3 separate regions of the Mus musculus genome follow, and regions 1 and 3 are each linked to region 2. The links are chromatin contacts, called in public ChIA-PET and HiChIP or PLAC-seq maps. All regions are on one chromosome and are shown on one strand. Each heading gives the region's core, a stretch centred on a gene start, on an enhancer-like site or on the middle of the called end of the contact. The rest is flanking DNA. Distances are from core to core; before and after follow the strand shown.

What was found. ChIA-PET counts read pairs in DNA pulled down with a chosen protein or histone mark. HiChIP or PLAC-seq counts read pairs in DNA pulled down with a chosen protein or histone mark.
Region 1: an RNA polymerase II ChIA-PET map of memory CD8 T cells shows a contact between it and region 2, with 23 read pairs. The contact joins two enhancer-like sites. A contact is called at or near these places in 1 of 15 datasets of contacts at CTCF or cohesin (large pre-B cells) and 1 of 115 datasets of contacts at active chromatin or transcription factors (memory CD8 T cells).
Region 3: an H3K27ac HiChIP or PLAC-seq map of T-cell acute lymphoblastic leukemia shows a contact between it and region 2, with 5 times the contacts expected there. The contact joins two enhancer-like sites. A contact is called at or near these places in 1 of 39 promoter capture datasets (the 3T3-L1 cell line), 4 of 484 Hi-C or Micro-C datasets (bone marrow-derived macrophages, embryonic fibroblasts and extraembryonic ectoderm) and 5 of 115 datasets of contacts at active chromatin or transcription factors (T-cell acute lymphoblastic leukemia, embryonic stem cells and large pre-B cells).

What each region holds. Positions count from the first base shown.
Region 1 is chr3:139,040,648-139,043,617 of GRCm38.p6, reverse strand. All of the region lies in intron 2 of Rap1gds1 (RAP1, GTP-GDP dissociation stimulator 1), which reads left to right. Among named protein-coding and RNA genes, the nearest start is that of Rap1gds1, 33 kb to the left of the region's middle. Within about 2 kb of position 1,562, at least 138 of the 459 cell types and tissues checked have an H3K27ac peak or open chromatin away from gene starts, as enhancers often do. A contact at or near this core is called in memory CD8 T cells, where this site is marked.
Region 2 is chr3:138,892,303-138,895,350 of GRCm38.p6, reverse strand. Tspan5 (tetraspanin 5) reads right to left here. Exons shown (of 8, transcript NM_019571.5): 4 at 833-1,003. Among named protein-coding and RNA genes, the nearest start is that of Tspan5, 150 kb to the right of the region's middle. Within about 2 kb of position 1,535, at least 41 of the 459 cell types and tissues checked have an H3K27ac peak or open chromatin away from gene starts, as enhancers often do. A contact at or near this core is called in T-cell acute lymphoblastic leukemia and memory CD8 T cells, where this site is marked.
Region 3 is chr3:138,664,558-138,667,627 of GRCm38.p6, reverse strand. No RefSeq gene overlaps it. Among named protein-coding and RNA genes, the nearest start is that of 4930425O10Rik, 61 kb to the left of the region's middle. Within about 2 kb of position 1,672, at least 2 of the 459 cell types and tissues checked have an H3K27ac peak or open chromatin away from gene starts, as enhancers often do. A contact at or near this core is called in T-cell acute lymphoblastic leukemia, where this site is marked.

The sequences.
Region 1 (2,970 bases), core at 313-2,812, 150 kb before region 2:
TTCTTCCCCATTATCAAATGCAGAAATAGAAGTTGTTTTCTGTGCAGGCTAAATTCAGTTGTTTATTTTTATTTATGTTATATTTCTTAGTTGTTGTTTCCATGGCTTGCTATATGTTTATGGCTAATACTAATGATATACTATAGGTTTTTTTTGTTTTGTTTTGTTTTAACCAAAGAAATAGAGCATTTAAGAATATGTGAGGGGCTGGAGAGATGGCTCAGCAGTTAAGAGTAGTATCTGCTCTTCCAGAGGTCCTGAGTTCAATTCCCAGCAATCACATGGCAGCTCACAACTGTCTAAACTCTACTTCCAGGGAATCTGACAGCCTCAAAGACCATCCCACATTTAAAAAAAAAAAAAAGAAAAGAAAAGAACATGTGAAAGAGGGCTAAAGAGGTGACTCCTCAAACAGAAGCACTTGTTGCTCCTGCAGAGGACCCATATGCAGCTCCCAGCATTCACATGGGCCTCATAACCACCCTAAACTCCAGTTTCATGTGATCCAGTTCTTCTGACCTCTGTGGGCACAAGGCATGCATATGTGCACATACATCAGTGTAGGAAAGAACAAAAGAAAAAGGTAATGTATGACCATCTCAGCTAAACTAAAGAAGTCAGGTAAAAAGCCATGGTAGTTCTGATGAAGTGAGTCTTTAAGACCTCCACCTAATAATGGTCGTTAAAACTCCATGCAGCTCACTTAGGAAATAAGATAAACCAATTAAACATATCTGTGCCTTCATCAAAACTAGGAGATAGGTTTCACATTATTAGGAGAAAAAAAAAAGCGTAGCTTACTCAGTTAAAGATACTTTCTAGAGAGATTTTTGCCAAGACTGCATAAACTACCCAGTAAGAACAGAACAGGAAACCATGCACCCTAGGGTGAGAACCACCATTTCCTTTTTCTTCAGAGAGGAAACTCCAGACTGGGTAGGGCATTTTTTAGACCTTTGTCTTGGGCTAGATTGCAGTACTGGCTGTTTAAAAGTTCATGGGAAACCAAGCTTAGTGGTGCTTGCTTGTGGCTCCAGTTAAAGGCTGGAGGGGGGAGGAGCTTCAGGTTGAAGAATCACTTGAGCATGCAAGTGATATATGCAAGGTCCTGTGACAAAGGTGGCACACAGATCTCACGTGCCAATCAAGAGGACTATTATGGGGAGTGAAGGAGTTACTCGAAACTCTTGGATGCCTGGTGAAATGCAAGAACCAAGAAGAAGTTAAGTGACTATAGAAATAAGAATAGCACAAGATTATAAGACATGCAATACTAATTAATTTTGTGTTAACCATGACCATAATACCAGCCAGAAACAAGAGAGGGAAAGTTGATTTTTTTTGAATCAGAAGGTCCAGTCCATCATGAAGAGGAAGAGGAAGAGGAGGAGGAGGAGGAGAAAGAGGAAGCACAGTGATGTAAGCATGAAAAGCCAAGCAGTCGGGAGGGCCAGCAGCAGGAAGGGAAGCAGGGCAGGACTGGGGACGGAGGAGAGGGGAAGCACGCACGCTGAGCTAGCTTTTTCTTTCCCCCACCTTTCTTCTGTCTGACTCCCACTTAGCCCATGGGGTGATGCTACCCACATCCAGAATGTGTCTTCTCACCCTGGCTCTGTTGTCTCTTGAAGCACCCTCTCAGATAGCAAGGGGTGTTCCTCTGAGCTTCCTTGATCATTGCAAATTCAGTCAAGTTGTCCGTGACAAGTAACTATCACACACACTAAGTCCTTTTGGTTGGTTAGACGTGAGAGGTTTTGAAAGAAAGTCTAGGTATTCATCTCAGGTCTTTACCATTACTGTATTTAAGTTGTATTCAATTACTCATTGAATCAAGATTTCTGCTGAGGTATATAAAGAAGAAAGCAGAAAACAAACAAAACCCAAATATCTTAGCTACCAAAAACATTCTTTTTCCCAATAAAAACGATTTATGAAGCAGTTACCAAAAACAAACAACCCACTGTAACTTTTACTAATATCATTAGGTAAGCTTTTGAAAACATAAAAAGGAAAAACCGAGTCAGAAACTTTAAAACCTAAGTGTGTAAAGGCCAGGAAGATGTAAAGTTAGGGTTGACCAGAAGAAATGAAAGAACGTGACAAGCACTTAAGAAATTTATAGTAAATTAAATGTGGCTGAAAATATGGGAAAGAAAAGGTTGAAATTAAAAAATAAAAAAAGAATGAATCAGAGAAGACATGATTAATATCAAAGATAGATCAGTATCATTTCTGTAAAGGTGATGTAATTAGAGTCCTAAAGACAAACCAGTCAAAGAAAGCAATACAGAAGATAAACATCCTACAAATAAAGGAAGACTGACCTCTATCAAAAGGATCCAGCAGGTACTTGTAAAAATTGACCTTTCATGTCACAGTGACCCACAGTAAAATTCTTAGGATTTTTAGATTTTATTTGATTTTATAGCGATCATTCCGACACTGAGTTGTTGTCGGTAAAGACCACGTGAAGCTCTAGTACGATACGGTTACGTCATTGAGTGAAGTTAACTGATGTCCTCAGTCATGTGTAAGAATCTTCATTATTAGCAGATCTAGTTGCTGTTGGTTAAGGGGCACAAATATGAAAGCTCTCTAAGTAAAGAACCTGTAACTTTGAGAGTGCTTAGCACTCATGTCAGCATTACAAGGTATGGCTCCATTCCTCCTGACACAGAGTCACCCATGTGCTGTGTGCTTCCGCCGCTTGGCCTTCAGGAGCTGCCTCAGTTTTCAGTGCTGTGTCAGGTCAACTTCTCTGAAAGGTTGACCCTGGTAGTATCTTCTTACTTGTCCTCAAATGGCCTTTATGTTACTTAGTAATGGCCCCCAACTCAAAAGTGGTAATGTTTGCCATTTGATGATGCTAAAGAGAGCCCACCAAGTATCCCCTTTAGATGAAAAGGGAGGGGTTCTCACTGAACAGAAAGAAAAAAAATGTATGCCGTTATTACAAAGGTCCGTGGAAAC
Region 2 (3,048 bases), core at 286-2,785:
GTAGTCTCCTATCTTGTTCTAAATATTAAAGCCATGGATACCATGGAACCAAGGTCGCTCGGCTTACTCATTTTTTTCCAGGGCAGGTGTGTGAGGACCTGCTAATCTTTAGTCTGGTAACATCTAGGGCTTAAGGTGAGACCACTGTCCCAACAGCCATACGTACTAGATAGTAACTCAGTTTTATTCTCCTTTTACTCTTGGGAAAGAGTTCAAGTTTCTGTCAGTCCATGGTCAATGAGGCAGTGTCGCTTGGCTCCTCGAGCATTTTGAGTGACATGACAGCTGCCTGTTTACAGTATGGGAACAGTCAGTCACACAGTCACGTTCAGACACCTGTGTGGCAGGCGGGGTCTGCTTCTTTTTCACTTGTTAGAGGGCAGCAGGTTTTACGAATCTCTGAACTTTTGGTTCGGACTACATGCATGTGGTATCTGGATGAGCATATCTGAGGAACTTTACAAACAAATCCCCTGATAATTTTATTATTGAGAGCACAGGGGAAGGAGCAAGGAAAACTCGTTTAATTTATTTAATCACATAAAACTCTAAACATATATAAAAGCAATTTTCTTCAAAAGCTGACAACGGGACGGTGCGGTAATCGCCTTTTTAGTTAAGAGTTATATCTTTCTCTAATTTAACACAAGTTGGAACAAGTGAACTCGGAACATGTCTCCTTGAGATGAAACAGGAGCGGTGGAACATGGAAAAGGAAACAAACCAACAAGCAAACAGCCAGAAACTGGGCAGAAACGTCAGTTGGCCGTCTCCAGCTGGCAAAGGCACACAAGGCATTATGGGAGAAAAGATGCTCCTGCTTGGAACTTACATATTCCTGGGTGAAGTCTATGAGGTTCTGTAGATCAATGTCATCTCTGTAGGCTCTGATGTTGTTGTTAATAAAGAAATACAGCTGGTCTTTGATCCAGTCTTTGAAAACAAATGCCAACACCCCAGCAGTGAGTTCCAGGAAGAAAATAATCCCCAGGAACACAGAAAACTAAGACAAAAGAGACACACAACAGGGAACGGGTTACAAGGCCTTAGATCACAGGGAAGCGAGAGGCTTTTCTCTGAAAGGGGCTGTAATTACATTCAGTTGCTACACATCTCCAAACTGGGGCCTTCTGATTCTTAAGGTTTGTTAATGGAATATTACACCCCAAGAAAGGACTTTTAAAAATTAAAGATCACTTCATAATCACATTTTGGAGTCTCTGGTGTTCCATTTGATAATTAACCAACAAAGCCCAAATCAAACATTGAGTAATAGGAATTTCTCATTAGATCCACATTAAGGCCTAATGAATTGCTCGTGATTAATGCACTGCCAGACGTGTGAACAATGTTCTGCCTGACCTCCAGGAAGCCTCTTTCCTAACTTGAAAGGTAGATTATCGTGGGTTTTATAATCACCTGTCCCTTGCAACCGTGGCTTGACTCCACACACACTACACGCACACACTACACACACACACTACATTATCGTGTTGATGTTGGAGTCACTGTTTTAACACCTCCCTCCACCTCCCAGCCCTGTGAAATAGATCCGCTCATCTTAAAGAGGTCAGCAGGGGAAGTGGGAGGGGCTGTGACTGAGGCAAGAAAACCATTTCCAATCATGGAAATGAAACTCTGGGCTCTCTTTCTTCCTGCCTGTGAAACACCAAGACCAGGAAACACTTTAAATAACACCACAGTGCAATCAGAAGGGACTTCTGGCTAAGGCAGATAACAAGGTATACGGCTTCAGAGCATGAGGCCCTGGGGTAACTGCTCAGAACCCTGGGGAAATTTCCCTTCCACCCAGACACTTCAAAGAGATTCATTTTAGTCATCCTGGCTGCCGGCTGCACCCACCACCATTTCCACATCTCCTTCCTCCCACATCTTTACCCTCTGCAAACTGTTTTGTGATCTTGAGGTGCAAAAATGGGGGGCCATGGTGGGTGGACAGTGGGGTGTGGCCATTCACGTGGCACTGAGTGATGGATGCGTCTTTGTGGGGGAGTGAGGGGAGAGAGTCAGAAGGACCACACCAGTGCCTGACAGTCTAGGATGCTGATGCTGAGGCTGAGGTACAAACTCCACTTCCAAGCTCCCCTAGGGCTCCTGTTTATCTTTCCTCAGTGAGGACATAAAATGTAAAGTTCTTGTTTACTGACTGTACCAATTATTTGCAGCTGTAAATAAAATGTTAAGTTCTTAATTATGAGTGGTATCAATAATTTCAAATTACGATTCTTTTCAAATTACGTTTTCTTAGAAAAGAAGGAGCACACCAGTATTTGTGCCCCCTGCAACCCCTTTACCTGTACTGGGTACCTCCCCAAACATGGACACATAGGGTCCTCACACCACAGAAAGAATAGACCCTGGACGGGGGTGGGCATGCATGTACGTGAAACAGCTGGGCAGTCACACAGAGACTGTAGATTTCTGCTCTCACCTCCATGAAGGATAGAGACGATCACTTCCCAGGTGCCCTCGGAAATTCCCTCAAGTTACATGATATACATCTCAAATATTGAGTTCAAACTCAATATCAAATATTTGGCAGAGGCCTACATGCCCGGCTCTGTGAACTAACACCCCCATTTCCAAAGGTGCAGAAAGTGACCCAAAGCTTTGTTCAATGCTATCGGTCAGCTAGGAAATGCCACTTCTATTCCACAGTCCTGCCTCCTGGATTTCCCCCAGAAACTCTCCTTGTCTTAGGACAATCTGATCTTTGAGGTTTTTTGGAGGCACGGTGACATTGTTTCCTCCTTACCTCACAGCCCCCATTCAGAGAGACTTCTAGGCCAGGTTCTATTGTTAGTTCTAAATAAAGAAAGGCCATTTAAATAGTCTCCAAGATAGAAAGCTAAGAACATGATTCTTTTCAAATCTGAAACGTTAGGAAGGGCATTACTATAATAAGTAAAACCATGTTCAAGAAAGCTATATTAAAGGGACCTCGTATTTGGAAGCATGGAGGTTTCAAAGTGTTAGGTCACACGGCAGATAATGGGTCACAGCAAAGCTGAGTGGAACCAAGTCCCC
Region 3 (3,070 bases), core at 423-2,922, 230 kb after region 2:
ACACACACACACACAGAGAGAGAGAGAGAGAGAGAGAGAGAGAGAGAGAGAAATTAATAATAATAGCAACAACAACAACAACAAAAACTAAACTATAAACAGGTGCTAGGCATCCTGCTCAGTCCTTACAACCACAGACCACATGTGCCCTATTCTTCGTCCATTCCTAACACAGTTGCACATCCTGTTCTCTGGTCCAGATGGGTTATTTTGCCAATCTTTAGCCTGCCTTCAGTTTCCCTGATCCCAGACCTCACCTTAGTCTCACGTTCAGTGTACCTACTCAGTTTGGTGAGATCCACCTGTACCATTCCCAGACTCCAGGTTCGACTCTGGTCTCACACCTTGTAGGCCAGGCCAGTCTGGTAAGTCTGCTAGACCCTAGCCCACCCATGGCATATGCAACCTCCAGGATTAGCCCAGGTCACACATCCTATGTGCTGGTGAATTTCCTAGACCCTACCTCACCTGTGCCATATTCAACCTTGAGGCCCATTTTGGAATGCACATTTGTGGGTCAGCATTGCCCGATGAGTCCCTTGCTGGCCCACGTTGGTCTCAAACCACAGGCCCAGCCTCAGTTGCACACCCTGTAAGCTAGCCTAGCCGGTGAGTGCCAAGACCCAGGCCACTCACCCCATCCTGACACTCCCAGGCACAGCTCAGGTGGCACAGCTGGCACACTAGCCCACGCAGATGGAGCTCTTTGTCCCAATTGGCATTTGTTCTTATTTAGCTCTGAGTTATAAGAACCCTTCTTCCTCCAATCCTAATGATCAATAAGTAACTGAAGGATTGACCTACCAACTCCTTGTGCCTGATCTGACTCAGCCAAGCATGGCAACCACAACCAGACTTCTACTCAACAGGGATAACCTAGAATCTCACATCAGACATACACCAATGAATAAAGTCAGCACAGGAAGGTCTCATCACAAAAACACAAACAATATGAGAAGCCAAGGCAAGATCTCATAAGCTAATCCACCAATCTTATAAAAATAATTCTCTACCAAGAATTATTTAGATGATTCCCCCCACCCAGGATACAGAACTTAAAAGAACAATACAAACTTCATCAAAGAATTTAGAGAGCTTAAAAAGACATAGACAAATAAGAATAGCAAGAAAAGCCAGAGTGATTAGAGAAAGAAAGTTCACTGCATACAGCTGAAGGACACAATGGTGACAAATGAGAATTTAAAAACTGAACTCAATAAAGAGGTAAAATATTGCAGGCAACTCAAGCTACAATAGATATAGAATTCAACAACAAGAACAACAACAACAAACCCCCAATACCTACATAGAAAACCCAAGGGAGAGCCTTCTAAGAAGACTAGATCAAGTAGAAGACTTAAATATAAAGTAGAGGAATTAGACCACACAAATAAGGAATTGGAACAGTCAGATAATCATTAAAAATACCAACTCTTTAAATTATAGGCAAAATAGAGAAGAATCTCAGGTTAGTGGCATAGATCGTGTTTTCAATAAAATCAAAGAACAAAGTTTCTCAAATTTGAGTAAGGACATAAACAAACAGATAGAAGATGCATAAAAGAACTCCAAATAGACAAGACAAGAAATTTCAGCCACCATACTGTAGTTAAAACACTAAACATCCAGAACAAAGAGAGAGTGCTAAAAACTTCAAAAGAAAATACAAGCCACCTGCAAAGAAGAACAACCACACTAACCACCAATTTCTCAGTGGAAACTTTAAGAGCACGGATTGCTTGGAGCAATGAACTTCAAGTTCTTAGAAACTATGGATCCCAACCTAGACCGCTTACTGTGCACAGCAAAACTATCTGATGGAGTTGAAGGAGAAAGAACCTTTTCCCATGATATGAGCAGACTGAAATAATTCATCCTCACCACACTGGAAGCAAAACTTTGGACTCAGAGGAGTAGGATGGGTAAGAGACGATAGAGAGAAATCAGATGAAGCTGCACTTGGTGAAACACAAAATAAGACCAAGAACACAAAGAGTTTAAAAAAGTACAAAATTATGGCAATCAATATGACTTTCAATAAATAACTGTAAACATTAATGTCCTCAAGTCCCCAGTCAAAGACAGGGACTTTAGTTGAATGAGCCAAGAAATAAAATCCATCTTTCTGTTGTCGAGGATCTACTTAAAAGTGAAAGGGTGCAGGGGAAACATGCCAAGCAAATGGCACTAGGAAGCAAGCTGGCGTCACTAGCCTAATAGCTGACAAACAGACTTCACACTAATGGAAACCTCATCCTAATCAAGGGAACAATGAACCAACAAGACATTACACCCTAGACATAAACATGCCCAACACTGGAGCATTCAATTTGATGAAATTGTTCTCTTGGAGAAAAATCATATGATCATCTCAGTAGGTGCAGAAAAGGCCTTTGACAGAATTCAGTATGCCTTTAATATAAAGGCCTCAGAGAGAAAAGAAATAGAAGGATCATATCTCAACATAATAAAGGCTATATATGGTTAATTTATTGCCAACATCATCCTAAATGGAAGGCAACTCTAAACATTCACATTGAAATCAGGAACATGATAGGGCTATGTAGGCTTATATTTTCCAAAACCTACTTTAATAAGTGTACTTAAATGCTTTAACTTCCCTTCTAGCCCAGCGCCCACCAGAGGTAGTGGAAAGAAAAAGTTAATAGGGCAAATAGGTTAAAGGGTGTGGACCTGTTTGGAAATAGTTCTTTGGGGCAAATCCAATGTGCATTGTCAGGATATCAGTGGTAGCTCAGTCCAGAAGAAGCTATGTAGCTCTGCCAATCAGTCTGAGCCTGCAAAAGCAGCAGGAAGCTACCTGAACACCAGCAGAAGTTCTTGGTGTATTTCTCTCTACAAAGTCACAACAAACTATCAGCAAGGAAAGCAAGGCGAACCAATGCCACAGTGTCATCAGTCAAGACCAACTTCAGCAGAGCCCAGTGATGACCAGCAAAGAGTGCCAAGGTGAACCAATACCATACAGCATCGTTCACTGTCTGCTGGATTGTATTTATACCCCTTCTAAACATCGTGTGTTCTCTCAAACATATGCTCTAGACAGACA